2 separate regions of the Sus scrofa genome follow, and region 1 is linked to region 2. A link is a contact called in public HiChIP or PLAC-seq data. All regions are on one chromosome and are shown on one strand. Each heading gives the region's core, a stretch centred on a gene start, on an enhancer-like site or on the middle of the called end of the contact. The rest is flanking DNA. Distances are from core to core; before and after follow the strand shown.

Region 1 (6,758 bases), core at 2,459-4,958, 250 kb after region 2:
AACAGAGCGGTAGAGAATCCAGCGCGGTCTTGGCCGAGGCGTGATGAAGGTGAGGAAGTCGATCACGTGCAGGAATCTCCCAGGCGGAAGAAACCAGAGCCAGGGGAGGATGCTGTCGCGGGAGCATGCCTGGCTCATGCAAGGAACAAAAAGACAACGAGGGGAGACAGAAACGGAGGGAGCAGTGGAGACAGAAGCAGGAGCTGAGGTCAGAGAAGCTGCAGGAGGAGAGGCGGGCTGTAAGCACTTGGACTTGGACTCGGGATGGAATGCAGCATCACCGGAGCGTCCAAGCCCTAATGCAGCAAGCTGGCACTGACACTGGCGTGTGAACAATACACGGAAAGTCTCAAGGATGCAAAACTGAACTCCTCCTTTGAGATCTGAGCAAGAATAGTTTGAAAGACACAGTAACCAGAGCCTGGGAAAATTGCCTGATGATGCATGGGAAAGAAAAAAGTATTCCCCACTCTCTTCCCAGCAAATGCTATCTTTAGACTAAACCTTCATCCTCACCAACACTCTGTTGGGTTCTTAACCCACTGAGCCACAACGGGAACTCCTATTTTGGTTTCTTCTCACGATACCCTGAGTACGATTTAAGATATAATTTAAGATTTGCTTATAAGTATGAAATACTGGATTTTGAAGGCTTAGTAGAAAATAAGCATGTAAAAATCTCAATTTTTATAGTGGTTACATGTTCAAATGATGTTTTGGCTAACTTGGGGGTTTTTATGGGGGGGAGGGGTGGCACTTCACATTTATTCCCTTCTTTCTCAACACCCATACTATGGACCATGAGCAAATAACTCTTTGCTCCCGGGCAACAAACAAATGTAGATATTTGGGTGAAAGGGACATGAATTTATTTGGAGAAGAAATAATAATGAAGCCAAGATTCTTCTTCCCAATATGCCGATAATATTCCAAGTAAAGCCAGAGGGATTTCTGGAGCAAAGACAAGTATCTCAAGATGATAAGCTGAGGTGGTGGGTTCCCAAAATTGGGGAAGAGCACATTACTTTTAAAAATTTTCTCTCAGGTCCCAGGAGAATGGTTGGTGAGGTGGAGTGCCCTAAAAGATGAACCCCTACCGTTAGAAATGATCTCAGGAGTTCCCGTCGTGGCGCAGTGGTTAACGAATCTGACTAGGAACCATGAGGTGGCGGGTTCGGTCCCTGCCCCTGCTCAGTGGCGTTGCCGTGAGCTGTGGTGTAGGTTGCAGACGCGGCTCGGATCCTGCGTTGCTGTGGCTCTGGCGTAGGCCGGCGGCTACAGCTCCAATTTGACCCCTAGCCTGGGAACCTCCATATGCCGCGGGAGCGGCCCAAGAAATAGCAGCAACAACAACAACAACAAAAAAAAGGAAAAAAAAAAAAGGAGAAATGATCTCAGGTTGGAGTTCTGTCGTGGCTCAGTGGTAACAAACCTAACCATGAGGTTTCGGGTTCAATCTCTGGCCCTACTCAGTGGGTTAAGGATCCGGCGTTGCCATGATCTGTGGTGTAGGTTGCAGATGCGGCTCAGATCCCGTGCTGCTGTGGCTGTGGTGTAGGTCGGTGGCCACAGCTCCGATTGGACCCCTAGCCTGGGAACTTTCATGTGCCTCCCTAGAAAGACATAAAAAAAAAAAAAAAATCTCAAATCAACGAAAAGCACCCTTAAGGCTAGGAATATGGAAATGTGGAAGAGAGAAAAAAATTCCCCAATTTTCTATAACAACAACCCAAGTAACTGTTAAAAATGTTGTGTGCCTGTGTTTGGGACCTGTTGTGTTTTCAAGATATGGATGCAAAATATGAAGATTATCCGTGTGAGAGCAAAAGATAGGTCCACATGCTACAGCTTCTAAACATAGCAAGATTTTAAGTAAGTTCTCATACCGGGCACCCTTGGTTCTGATGGGAAGAAGGCGTTAACCTTAATGCTAGGTATTGGAAAGTCAGTTACACCACCTGTAATACTGGCGCAGAAAGTCTCAGGGCTTACAGCCTTAATTTTACTTCCTGCCTCTCTAGCCAGTAGCCATTCTTAATCTAGTAAAGACAGAATTAAAAAAGCACTTCCGATTCCATCCTGTTCTTTATATCAACAAAAAAAGTTCCGTTTAAAACTTTCTTTAGAACATTGTCACATGTCTTCCACTTTCCCAGAAAGCACATGAGATTCTGTTGCCAATTTTTCAAAACTGAAAACAATTTAACAAGAAAAATCCCACGAACCATCACTAAGATGTCATTTAAGGTCATTAGTAAAATGCTGGTTCTTTTCCCAGCTTGCATTGCATTTTGGAATTGAATAATGAGCACTTTCTGTGTTCCTGCCTTTTGTCTGCCAAGCTAAATTTTCAAAGGGTGCCATCTCTTGGTTTGGTTTTTTAAATATTTATGGATGTCCCATTTAGAATGCTTCTAGAAGCTTACTATGCACTGGTCCTGTACTCATACAGAAATATTTGCTTTCTATTTCCAGCCACCTGGGTGGCAGCAAATGTCTCAAGTTCTCTGAGAATCTGATCCAAGCTTCTCAACAAGCCAGAGGTGGAAGTGCATTCCAACCGCATGAGCACTGCAAAAGTGTGATGACTGCAGATTTGAAGGCGCTTTACAGTGTCACCATTATGGCTTACAAGTACACGTAGGCTCTACACTAGGGACAATTTGCTGCCCCGTGGTGCTCTTTCCTGCCAAAGTAACCAAAAGTCCACACGCCATGCGCTTTGCATCTCCTCGTGCATATGCAAAACGGCATCAGTCCTGGACTCTGAGGCTTATTCCAACACAAAATATTGCGATGTCCTTTTATATTTGTCACTAAATAATTTATCATGCCAATTTTAAAGTCCTGTCTTATTCTTCTGAGTTCAGTGTACAACTTAAATCCATGCAAGTGTGGGCCAGATCTAATCATGACAACATAGTTTTATGCCAGAGGAACCCTCTTGATAACAATATTTATAAGAACAACCAAAGCTGACAAAAACTGGGTAGAGGATGACCCTTGAAAGAAAGGACACACACGCTAGGCGAGCTCTATGTGTATCCAGCTTTTCTCCTAAGGCAAACTTATGCATGCTAAAAAAAAAGAAAGAAAGAAAAAGAAAATACCCAAAAGCTGTGAGGTGCTTTCTGGGGTCTTTTCCCTTTGGCCTTGCATCTGTAAGCTGTAAATAAGTTGTTTTGATGGAAAAAATAAAGCCCATCAGACTTAATGTTTTGCATATGGAACGAGAGTACATGAACCGTTAGGATATGGGGAAATCGGTTCGTTTGTTCTTTTACTTTTCAGCCAATTATCTTCCTCCCTCCGCCCTGTTTCCACCTTCTTCACAGGTTGCTTCCTTTCCAACGTTTGGATTTACCGGCTCTTGACCTTATTTCCATGACGTTCTTTCTAGTTTGCCTGTGTTTCTCTTTTCTACCCTTAAGGGATGATGCAGGCTTCCAGGGTGCCTGGTGATAAGAATCATGGATTGTTCTGTGTAATTAATATGGAAAAAGGGAGTAGGTGGGCGTTTTGGAGACAAGACGTGCTTGGGCCTCAGAGGGCTTTCTGTGCCCAAACCTCACAGCGAGAACATCTGCTGCTACGCGCAGCTGTAGAAAGAGCTGTTTTTTTCAGAAACAGACTCACAGAGAACAGACTGGTGGTTGCCAAGGGAGAGGGGGGAGGCCGGGGGGTGGACTGGGAGTTTGGGACAGTAGAGGCGAACTCGTACATTTAGAATGGAGAAGCAAGGAGGTCCTACTGTAGCGCACAGGGAACTCTGGCCAGTCTCCTGGGACAGACTATGATGGAAGATAAGATGAGGAATGTATATATGTATATACGTGTGTGTGTGTGTGTGTGTGTAGGAATGATGGGGTCATTTTGCTGTACAGCAGAAATTAGCACCACATTGTAAATCAACTATACTTTAATAAAAAAAAAATTTTTTAAGAGCTGTTTAAAAACCAAACCAAACAAAAAAAAATAGACAAAAAGCCCTGTTACATAAAGGGAGAACTAGAGTTTTTGTTATGCCAAAGGCGCAATGGCTCCCTCTTCTGTCAACTTTAAGCAAGTGTTCTTTCTTTGGCCACTCTGCACATCCAAGAAAAATCCTCGATTTAAATGAAGTAACGAATCAGAAGAAAGTTCATCACTCATAGGAGCTTGATTTACTGAAATCCTGGGGGGAAGATACAGGGACTTTTCAAAGGTAGTGACCCCCTTGCATTAAGAGGGAATGTCCACAGTGGTGGTGGCCGCTGGGGCTCAGTGTTGTTGGGATATGACAAAAGTGGCCAGTTTCCTGGTAGTTAGTTTCTAGTTCTGTAGGCTTCAGATAATTCAGTGTGCTCTGAGTCAGAGATCAGCAATGACTTGTGTGCAAAGCCCTGAAACTGCTCAAACAACCCAGGTCCACAGGCCCCATGACCTGGACCCAAACTGTCCAGAATACAAGTCGCTTTGAATGGTATTAATCATATTTCTGTTTTTCAGTTGCATTCCCCCTTGAATTTTTTTTTTTTTGGTCTTTTTTAGGGCCACACCCCTGAGGCATAGGGGGGGTTCCCAGGCTAGGGGTCTAATTGAAGCTGTAGCTGCTGGCCTGCACCACAGCCACAGCAACGTCAGACCTGAGCCACATCAGCGACCACAGCTCATGGCAAAGCCAGATCCTTCACCCACTGAGCAAGGCCAGGGATCGAACCTGCAACCTCATGGTTCCTAGACGGATTTGTTTCCACTCCATCACAACAGGAACTCCCCATTTTCACTTTCTAAACATTTCCAAGCACATCGTTGGGGTCTTCACTTTTGAGCTCAGCACGGCCAACTTTCAATCTGAAGATCTCACATATGAATCCAGTAACTTAGGTGGAGCCCATGTTGTGGCCTTCTGGTCAACCTAAGTGATTTGGGACCGAGGGACGGGGAACTCTTACAGTGTTGGTACATTTTTTTAAAAACCTATTCTTACTGGGATGCTCTGTACCCTTTGCAGCCAGAATCCATAACGACCCACGCTGCTCTTGAGAAATACTCAGGAGAAAAAAATTTCTACATGCAGGAGAAAGAAGCTCTGGTGCACAGACCTTTGCTATCTCCTAGAAAATAAATCAGGGAATTCCCTGGTGGCCTAGCAGTTAAAGGTCCAGTCTTGTCATTGCTGTGCCTTGAGTTTGACCCCTGGCCCAGGAACTTCTGCACCCTGTGGGTGCAACCAAAAAAAAAAACATCAGTATTGTATGTGCTTGAATGTCATGCCCCAAGGGGGGAAATTTGTTTTGTTTTTAAAAACAGCCCTCAATATTTCAGTGTCTTCCTGTGGAAAGGCAATTAAGAGGTTACACATTTACCTTCTTTCTTTTAATTTTAGAAAAAAAGAAACTTTCACTTTATCATTTATTCTTACAGTTAGTAATAATATTCAGATGTCTGTTTTACTCCAGTCATCACTGTCTAAAACCCAGCAATAAGTCAAGGGTACTGAAAAAAAAACAAAAACAAAAACACAAAAGCTTGCTTTCCAGAGTTCCCATCATGGCACAACAAAAACAAATCTGACTAGGAACCACAAGGTTGTGGGTTCGATCCCTGGCCTCGTGGGTTAAGGATCTGGCAGTGCCATGAGCTGTGGTGTAGGTCGCAAACGTGGCTTGGGTCTGGCGTCGCTGTAGCTGTGGTGGAGGCTGGCAGCTGTAGCTCCGATTCAACCCCTGACCTGGGAACCTCCATATGCAGTGGGTGCAGCCCTAAAAAGCAAAAAAAAGGGGGGGGGCTTGATTTCCAGCCCTAAATTAAATCTTTCTTCCTTCAGCATGTAATTTGAAGGTTGACTTTTGCTTCATCTTGGAATCTAGCATTAGTCAGTGGCTGTAGCATAGAACGATGGACTATCCAGTGCTAGGAGGGCACCATGTGGTCAACACCAGCTGCAGCGGGACCCACAAAAGAGGTTCTAGGGCTCGAAGAGCGTTACCTGACCTTTGGTTGTGGCGAATAGCGGTGAAGATACTGAGACATGGTTTTTCCCAGTGAGCATGAGCTACTCAGTACTGAGACTAGGTCCATAGAATAGCTGCCCTTTGTAACTTCGATTTATTATGCTTTTCTTGCTGTTACTGGAAAATTTGAGGGAGGAGGAACTATAAAATCGAATGAACTGTCCAGGGTTGCATCATAGAATTGCCCCACACCCAAGAATGCAGAGAAATTAACAAAGTGTATAGTGTCAATTATTTGTGTCAACTCTGATTTATGCAAGGGAAGAAAATGGCAAAACGTTATGGTTAAAATTTTGGTTTTCCTCTAAGACTTATCATGAAGATAAATTTGTCCAGTGGTCTGTAAACCACAAAAGGGAAATACCCAGTCCTCTGGTGTGTTTCTAATTACATATGAAAACCTTTGTGGACAAGTTTATGGAAATTACAATACAAAAGTTGCCACTTGCTGTTATTTATAACAACGTAGCGTACAGGGAAAAGCGTATTTGCTTGCTTCTTATTCTTATGTGTATTCTGAGTGTTCCAACTGCCATATATTTAAATTCTACGTAGATGAGGTGCTTGGCTGTTGATGACTCTTCCTCCCTGCTTTTACCTTTTCTTCCCCCACCTTTCTACCCTTTCTCCTCCTAACTCTGTGGGAGAAAAATAGAAAAAATATCTGTAAATTCTATAACACCCCCATAGCTAGGCTTCATTATTCATTCTCTCTCTCCCTCTGCCCCTCGTTGTCTGGCCATTACTGATCCACTTTTTCCT
Region 2 (6,995 bases), core at 2,933-5,432:
TCTTGCTTAAACCCGTGTTAGGAAGATACACTAGAAGATACACATGAACAGAATGTCTCTCTCAGTCTAAGTGAATGACCACTGCCTTCAGATGGACTCATAGGTCCTCCTGCCAACTCCACCACATCCGCCAAATATATTCCCTCTTTCACTGAATTGGATGACTGCTTAAATGACTTAGTCATATGCATCGCTTTTCAGATGCTAGTCTCTCTTACCTCTTCTTTTCCTCTCAGTAGGAGACCTTGCTTTCCATTTGGCTGTGAAAGTGGAATCAATGAAAGGGGCGTGTCTTCGCAAGCTTTCACAATCTCAGCCATCAACCAGGTTTCATTGGACCGTATACTCTGACTCTCTTGCCACTAGTGTGAATAAGTAACATTCCTCTCCGTAAGGCCAATATCCACACCTGTACATCCCCTCATCATCCTCTCCCCCTTGTTAAAGAACACACTCTGTCAAATGCCCACCCCTCACAAGGATCATAAGTACTGCTTTTAAAGCGAAAGGGGAGATTTATAGTGACAAATAAATGAGAATTGTAACCCAGATAATTTGGGGCCCCTCAGCAAACTCTGAGGGAAACAGTGGCATAGTCCACATGTGAAAACCCTACTATTATCCACTCCTATTGCCTAGTCTGTGTTCTTAGCTAGCATTTAAGGCTCTGTAAAATCATAGAAATCTCTAAGATTCCATTATCAAAAACTGAAGAAATATGTAGGTTGACAAGAAGTTCTGCTTCCTCTTCCACAAAACAGTCAATGAATATTTACCTTGGGCAACTTATTTGCCAAACCCTTCTGACACTAAGCTCTGAGTTCAGTTTACATTGTAAAAACTGTTATTATTTACTGAAGTACATCCTTTAGTATATTTTCTGCCTGGCTGTGTAAGATAAATTCCCTCAGAAGATATCTTTATTTCATGCACACTTAGCTAGGTATAGAATTCGAGGTTAACATTTCACTTTCTCTCAGCTCTTTGAGGGCATTATTCTATTATTCTTTTTGACATCTTTTGGCTGTTGATCCTAGGTTAATAATCTGTCTTTTGTATTTTATTATTTTTAATATTTCCCTCTCTTCTCTCTCTCTTTTTTTCTTTTTAGGGCTGTACCTGCAGCATATGGAAGTTCCCAGGCTAGGGGTTGAATTGGAGCTCCAGCTGCTGGTCTATACCACAGCCACAGCAACACAGGATCTTAGTTGCATCTGTGACCTACACAGCTTGCAGCAATGCTGGATCCTTAATCCACTGAGCAGGACCAGAGATCGAACCGCATCCTCATGGATACTAGTTGGGTTCTTAACCTGTGGAGCCGCAGTGCAGACTACTCTTCTCTCTTTCTGAAGGCTCTCTACAAAGAAGTTGTTGTATTTTTGTTTGTTTTTAACTCTGCACAGGACACAGTAATTTTCTAATCTGAAGACTCATGTCTTCAAGTCTGCAAAAATCTTAACACATTTTATCTTTGAACATTCCTCTTATTTATTCCTTTACTCTGCTTATTACAAAATGTTTGCTATACACGTACTGCACACCCTCATTCTGTCTTTCATGTGTTTAATCTTTCTTCAATACTTTTACATCTTGTTCTGCCTTTGCACTAAGTTTTATGTGATTTCTTCAGAGGTATTTCTGGTTTATTAATTTTCTCTTCATCTGTGTCTACTCTGCTGTAAAACTTATCCATTAAGTTTTTAATCTTAGTTAATATTAATCTCTTTAAATTTCTATAAATTTTAATGGGTTACTTTCCTGTTAATCTTCCTTTTCATTGTCTCCTGTTTTAACTAAAGTATGCTGCCTCTTGAACATTTTAGTTATATATTTTGTAGTCTCTGTCATAATTTTTATTATCTTCAGTATTTGAGATTGCTAATAGTCCCATTTTTTTGTTTGCTGATAGTCTTTGATGGTGGACTTCTGATTATGAGTTTAGCTTCCAAAAGGAATATTTGCTTTTAACTCTGTTGCTTTGTGCCCTGAATTCTGGACATATTTCTGTAGAGTTGTTTTTGCTTTCTTGGAATAGAAGGAGGAGGCAGAGGGAAGACGAGGGAAGAGGAGAAGGAAGAGAAGGAGTATCAGCAACAAGAAGTAACATTTTTTTAGTTTTTATAATTTTCCAGGCATTTTTTTTACATTCGTTGTATTTTTTAGATTCCATATATGAGTGATAACATAATATTTGTCCTTCTCTGTCTGACATATTTCACTAAGTGTAATATCTGTCAGTTCCACCCATGTTCTTGAAAGTAACAAAATTTAATTCTTTTTTATGGCAGAGTAATATTCCATTGTATATATGTGTGTATATGTGTGTATATATACACACATCAGTCTTTTTTATCTATTCATTTGTTGATAGGCAATTATGTACCTTCCATATCTTGGCAAATAATAATGCAATTGGGGTGCATACATCTTTTTGATCTGGTGTTTTCATTTTTTTCAATATATGCCCATAAGTGGAATTGCTGGATCAGGCATTCTTCTATACTTATATTAATGAATTTAATTCCCAAATTACTGTATGTATTAAATGTATATATGCACACAATGTTACCTCCATTTTTATGGATGAAAAAAACTTAAGGGGAGAAAAAGATTAAATAGATTACGCAAAGTCACGCAGCTTTGGTGGAATCAGAATTTGAACCTGAATTTGGCTTCAGGTTCAAAGCCAAATAATAATAGCACTAGCTGCTATATTATTCTTAGGCATGTTGCTATGCAGGAAGAATAAATTCAGATTTCTCTCCCGTGTCTTACTCCTGACATATGCTGTACATACTTGGGATTTTCATTTCTATGGAGAATACATATTTTTTAACTAGAGATTGGGCAAAGAATATGTATCCTTACTTTTCCTTGGGGTAACAGGTGAAGCTTTTTCCATTCTCTGTGTCTAGCACTGAGCCATCTTGTGAAGTTTCTCGATTCATGCAGATATATCAAATCCAGCTTTATAACCTGTCAAGGACCGAGCCCAGGTCACAGAGGTATTGAAACACCTCTTTGGATTATTGTATTTCTGATCTATCACTCATAGTTCTGGCTTTAATTTCCCTTTTCACTTTTAACTTCTGGCACTGCGCCTTCATTTTTCCTTGTTTTTTCTGTTGATTCTTACTCTTTTTCCTTTTTTTTTTCCTTCTTCCTTTTAAAGATTTGGTTATACATCTTAACTTCTGCATTAGATATATTTTACTATTTCAATGTGCTGGAGGTTCACTTCCTCATCACATTAGTTCATTTTGTGGGGAAATCCTCAGCTTTAAATAAGGAAATCCCCCCCCATAAAAATAAATCAGAATAAAAAGTCGAGAAAGAGGAATACAAAGAACACATGAAACCACGATGAGAAGGGAAACTAGTAAAATACATTGAATTCTTGATATTCTAGTTGTAAGTCTTAATGCAATTGTAAGAAAGGCAAAGTGAAAAGGATTCTGAAAATAGAATATAGAGGGTCTAAAACAACTGTAGCAAAATTAATAAAAACGGGATCTGTATTTCCAGTGATTTAAAAGAAAGTAAGGATTTTTGTTTGGCCCATTGACCTTTTATTGGTACAAAATTTAAACAGTGTTTACAGCTGTCCAGTCTACCCTGCCTTCCATGAGACATCAGAACATCTTGATTAATTTGTTTTTGCCAATTTTTAAAATGCAAGGCATGTACTACCTCACTGTTGACCCTTTTTGAAGACAGAATTACTGAGGAGAGTGATGTGTAGACAAGATCCCATGGCTTTAAAGTTTTTTTAAATTATCCTTCTTTTCTCTGGAACGTCTCTCAGCTCTGTGATGATTAACATCTGGGGATTGGGAGCCATGTCAAATATTTGCGATTTCCCAATTCATGGACTTTGGTGTCTTGTTTTGCGATTTACTTTGGCAGGTCAAGAAAAGTTTGTAACTCTTTACAGGGATAGACGATGCAGTGGGAATTGAATACATTTCAGTTTTTTTCTAGTGTTCATGTATAAAAATTGACCTGAATCTTATTCTGGTTTTTTTTGGCCTTAGTAATCTGCTTACTTTTTATCTTGTTCATATGCCTTATGAAGCCCTGCATCCACAATCAAGTGGGCAGGAGAAAGAAATTTGTTCCTAATTGTTCACTTGTCCAACTTAGGTGTTTCTCCAAGACAGACAATGGGTGGCTTAGCTTTTTTTAGGCAAAAAAAAAAAAAAAGTTCAGCTTCAGCAAATTCTGAAGTGTGTCTAAGTCAGTCCAGTATATCAATGCTGGTTGTGTTTAGGCATTAGTAGTGGGAGGAAGAAAAGCACGGCTAACGATTTCTCATACAAATTTAACTACTTTGGTTAGTTACTCATTTATTACCCTTTCTCCCATCTTGGTCTCATCTTGTCTGAAGGGCTGGTTCCATTTTCCTTGTTTACTGTCTCCCCCTTATCCCTGGAGTTGAAAGGCCCAGTGAACAAACACAGGGTTTGTTTTATTCCCAACCAACCACGGAACAGTCATTTCCCTGCAGAATAATTGGCTTAGGGAAGAACAGAGAGAAAACAAAACAAGTTCATCATGTGCAGCTTGGTCTGGCTACATCCCCTCTCAGAAACCAGCCTGGGGAAGAACTGTTGCGAGTGAGTAAGCGTTCATTTAAGGAATAAATGAGGAAGTGGCAATAAAGAAATTTTAATTTGTTGCCTTAGGCGAAAACAACTGTGCTTTGACAGTGTTTCAAGTGCTTTTGTCTTTATTTCTCATTTTCCCGACAGTAAGTAAAGCTCTCTGTTCGTGTGCTATGCCAAATATGTGGGTGGACCTTGCTAAAATTAATGTATGTTTCAGATGTTTCCAAAGATGTATGTGTTTTTTTGTTGACACCTAATGACAGAATGTTTCTATTTTTCCCCAGACAACTTTTATTGTGTACACACAATAGGAAAACAGTAAAATTTGCTTGTGTACTAGCTGAGGGGGAATTGTCTGAATATTTTGATATGCGAATCTAAGAGTTTAATTTTGAGACTGTAGGAACTGAAAAAAATGGCCACTTTATTTGCAAACATTTGAGCAAAATTACTTTTCCATGTGATTTCCTTCCTTTTCTTTTCTTTTCTCTTTCTTTCTTTCTTTCTTTCTTTCTTTCTTTCTTTCTTTCTTCCTACTTTGTAGTTTGTTTCCTCAGTTTTTCAGGGACTTCTGAATTCAGAACATTGAGATAAATTGTTTTATTATTCTTGTGTATCACAATCAAGTTTCAAGTCCTTTGAGTCGGAGTTGTTATCCCATGGCCTACCTCTTTCGATAAAAGTTGTTCCTTTCACTCCGGAAGGTAAATACCAAAAGAAAGGACTCTATTGGGACTGCTTCTAATGAACAATTACTTCGATGAAGTTAAGTAATCAGAATGTCTGTGGTAATCTGATGAGCTCTGGGGTTTCTATTTAAATGTAAGGAACAAAAATAATTATTATGCCGATGAAATATAGAGTGTAGTTACTCCGTTCATGTAGTTGAACTTCTGTTAGAAAGTGTCAACGTGGGAAGTGTCTTACAGGTTCTGAAATCTAAGGACAGCTTTTCCCTGGTACCACTCCATGTTGTAAAATCGTGGGAACGGGTCTCTCCTCTTCCTCACCTTTACTCATCTCCCGAAACACTTACAGTGAGTATATCTGACGTAAAATTTTACAATCCTGATTATGGCACTCATATTTTAAATCCATTTTTTGCAGTTCTTAAAGGTAGAAAATATCCCTCCCCAAAATATGATCAAGGTATTTCTTCTTACAGGTATTTTTCTAGTTTATGCTCCATTGCGTGTACTTTCTCTTTGTTTAATGAACAGGCTAGATGCGTATAAAACAGAAAAGTGTGTACCAGCAAACCCAAGCACTTCTGTGCAAGAACTTTCTTAAGAAATGGAGAATGAAAAGAGAAAGCTTACTGGTACGTTTGCCAGCTTGCCTCTTTACACAGTTATCACTATGCTTGTATTTCATTGCCTCGTGATTCTCTTGTTTTACATTTGAAGTAGCAGATTGGGTTTATTGATTGTGAGCTTGTTGCTAGGTGTACCTGTTGAATTGAGAGATTCACAGCCGTCTCTGAAAAATAATGTAGAATGGCAAAGAATGAAAGTATTACTCATACTTTTTAAAAAGGAGAGTAACTGAAAATGTAATTGTATAGTAAGTTATAGCCCCTCTTAAAGCTCTTATCATGGGTAATACATTTAGAGTCAAGAAATAATAAAACTAGTGTCCAGCAGAAATAGAGGAATTTGAACTTGAGGGGCTTCTTTTCAAGGCCATGAAGTTTCTGCACAGAGTATTTCCAAGGATTATGACCGAGTAACACCACTGATGGACAGTTTACATTAAAGCCCCAAATTTCAAAACAGTCTGCATAAGGTTGCCAGTGGATGTCGGGTGGTTTTGGTAGGTGGAGGAAACTTCTCCTCACAGTCATTCAGAGACCCAGGCTTCTTCATCTAGGGACTCTGCCATCTCACGAGACCTTGGAGACATTCGCTGGATCCTTTGCATCCAGTCAGATGCAGAAGTAGAAGGACCAAGACAGAGAGAACAGTGGAAGGGTGTGCAGAGTTCCATGAGCAGGCTTCGCAGTGATGCCTGTCACTTCTGCCCACATTTCATTGGCCAGGATCCATCATTTGGTCCCACTTCATTCATCCAGAGACTGGGAGGGTAGCCCAGCATTGCACCAAGCCAGAAGAGATTCCCTAATGTTGTTGAGCCCCTGGACGGTCTCCACACTCAGCTCCTTCTCATTTGTTTTGACTTCCAATACAAGGATGTGACAGCTGACAAAAGTGTTGCTGTTTGCCACCATGAACTCCATCTGGGATATTCTGTGCCTTATAGACCCTAGAGCCAGAGGTCCATGCATTTGGGGATCGCCATCCTGTTAGCCTTCCTCTTAGTTTCTATGACAGCTTCTGTAGGAGTTCATGATTTAAATGCAATGGTTCAGTTCTCATATCAGAAAGT

Evidence for each region. HiChIP or PLAC-seq counts read pairs in DNA pulled down with a chosen protein or histone mark.
Region 1: a contact with region 2 is called in an H3K27ac HiChIP or PLAC-seq map of skeletal muscle, with 11 times the contacts expected there. The contact joins the enhancer-like site here to the promoter of ABCA6 in region 2. A contact is called at or near these places in 6 of 47 Hi-C or Micro-C datasets (epiblast stem cells, heart right ventricle, liver and 3 more) and 1 of 2 datasets of contacts at active chromatin or transcription factors (skeletal muscle).

Annotation. Positions count from the first base shown.
Region 1 is chr12:11,470,768-11,477,525 of Sscrofa11.1, forward strand. All of the region lies in intron 1 of LOC110255980 (a long non-coding RNA gene), which reads left to right. Among named protein-coding and RNA genes, the nearest start is that of FAM20A, 130 kb to the right of the region's middle. Within about 2 kb of position 3,709, at least 23 of the 83 cell types and tissues checked have an H3K27ac peak or open chromatin away from gene starts, as enhancers often do. A contact at or near this core is called in skeletal muscle and subcutaneous adipose tissue, where this site is marked.
Region 2 is chr12:11,220,886-11,227,880 of Sscrofa11.1, forward strand. It overlaps ABCA6 (ATP-binding cassette sub-family A member 6), which reads left to right and starts at 4,183. Exons shown (of 36, transcript XM_021068088.1): 1 at 4,183-4,619; 2 at 5,530-5,647; 3 at 5,831-5,931. The coding sequence starts at 5,836.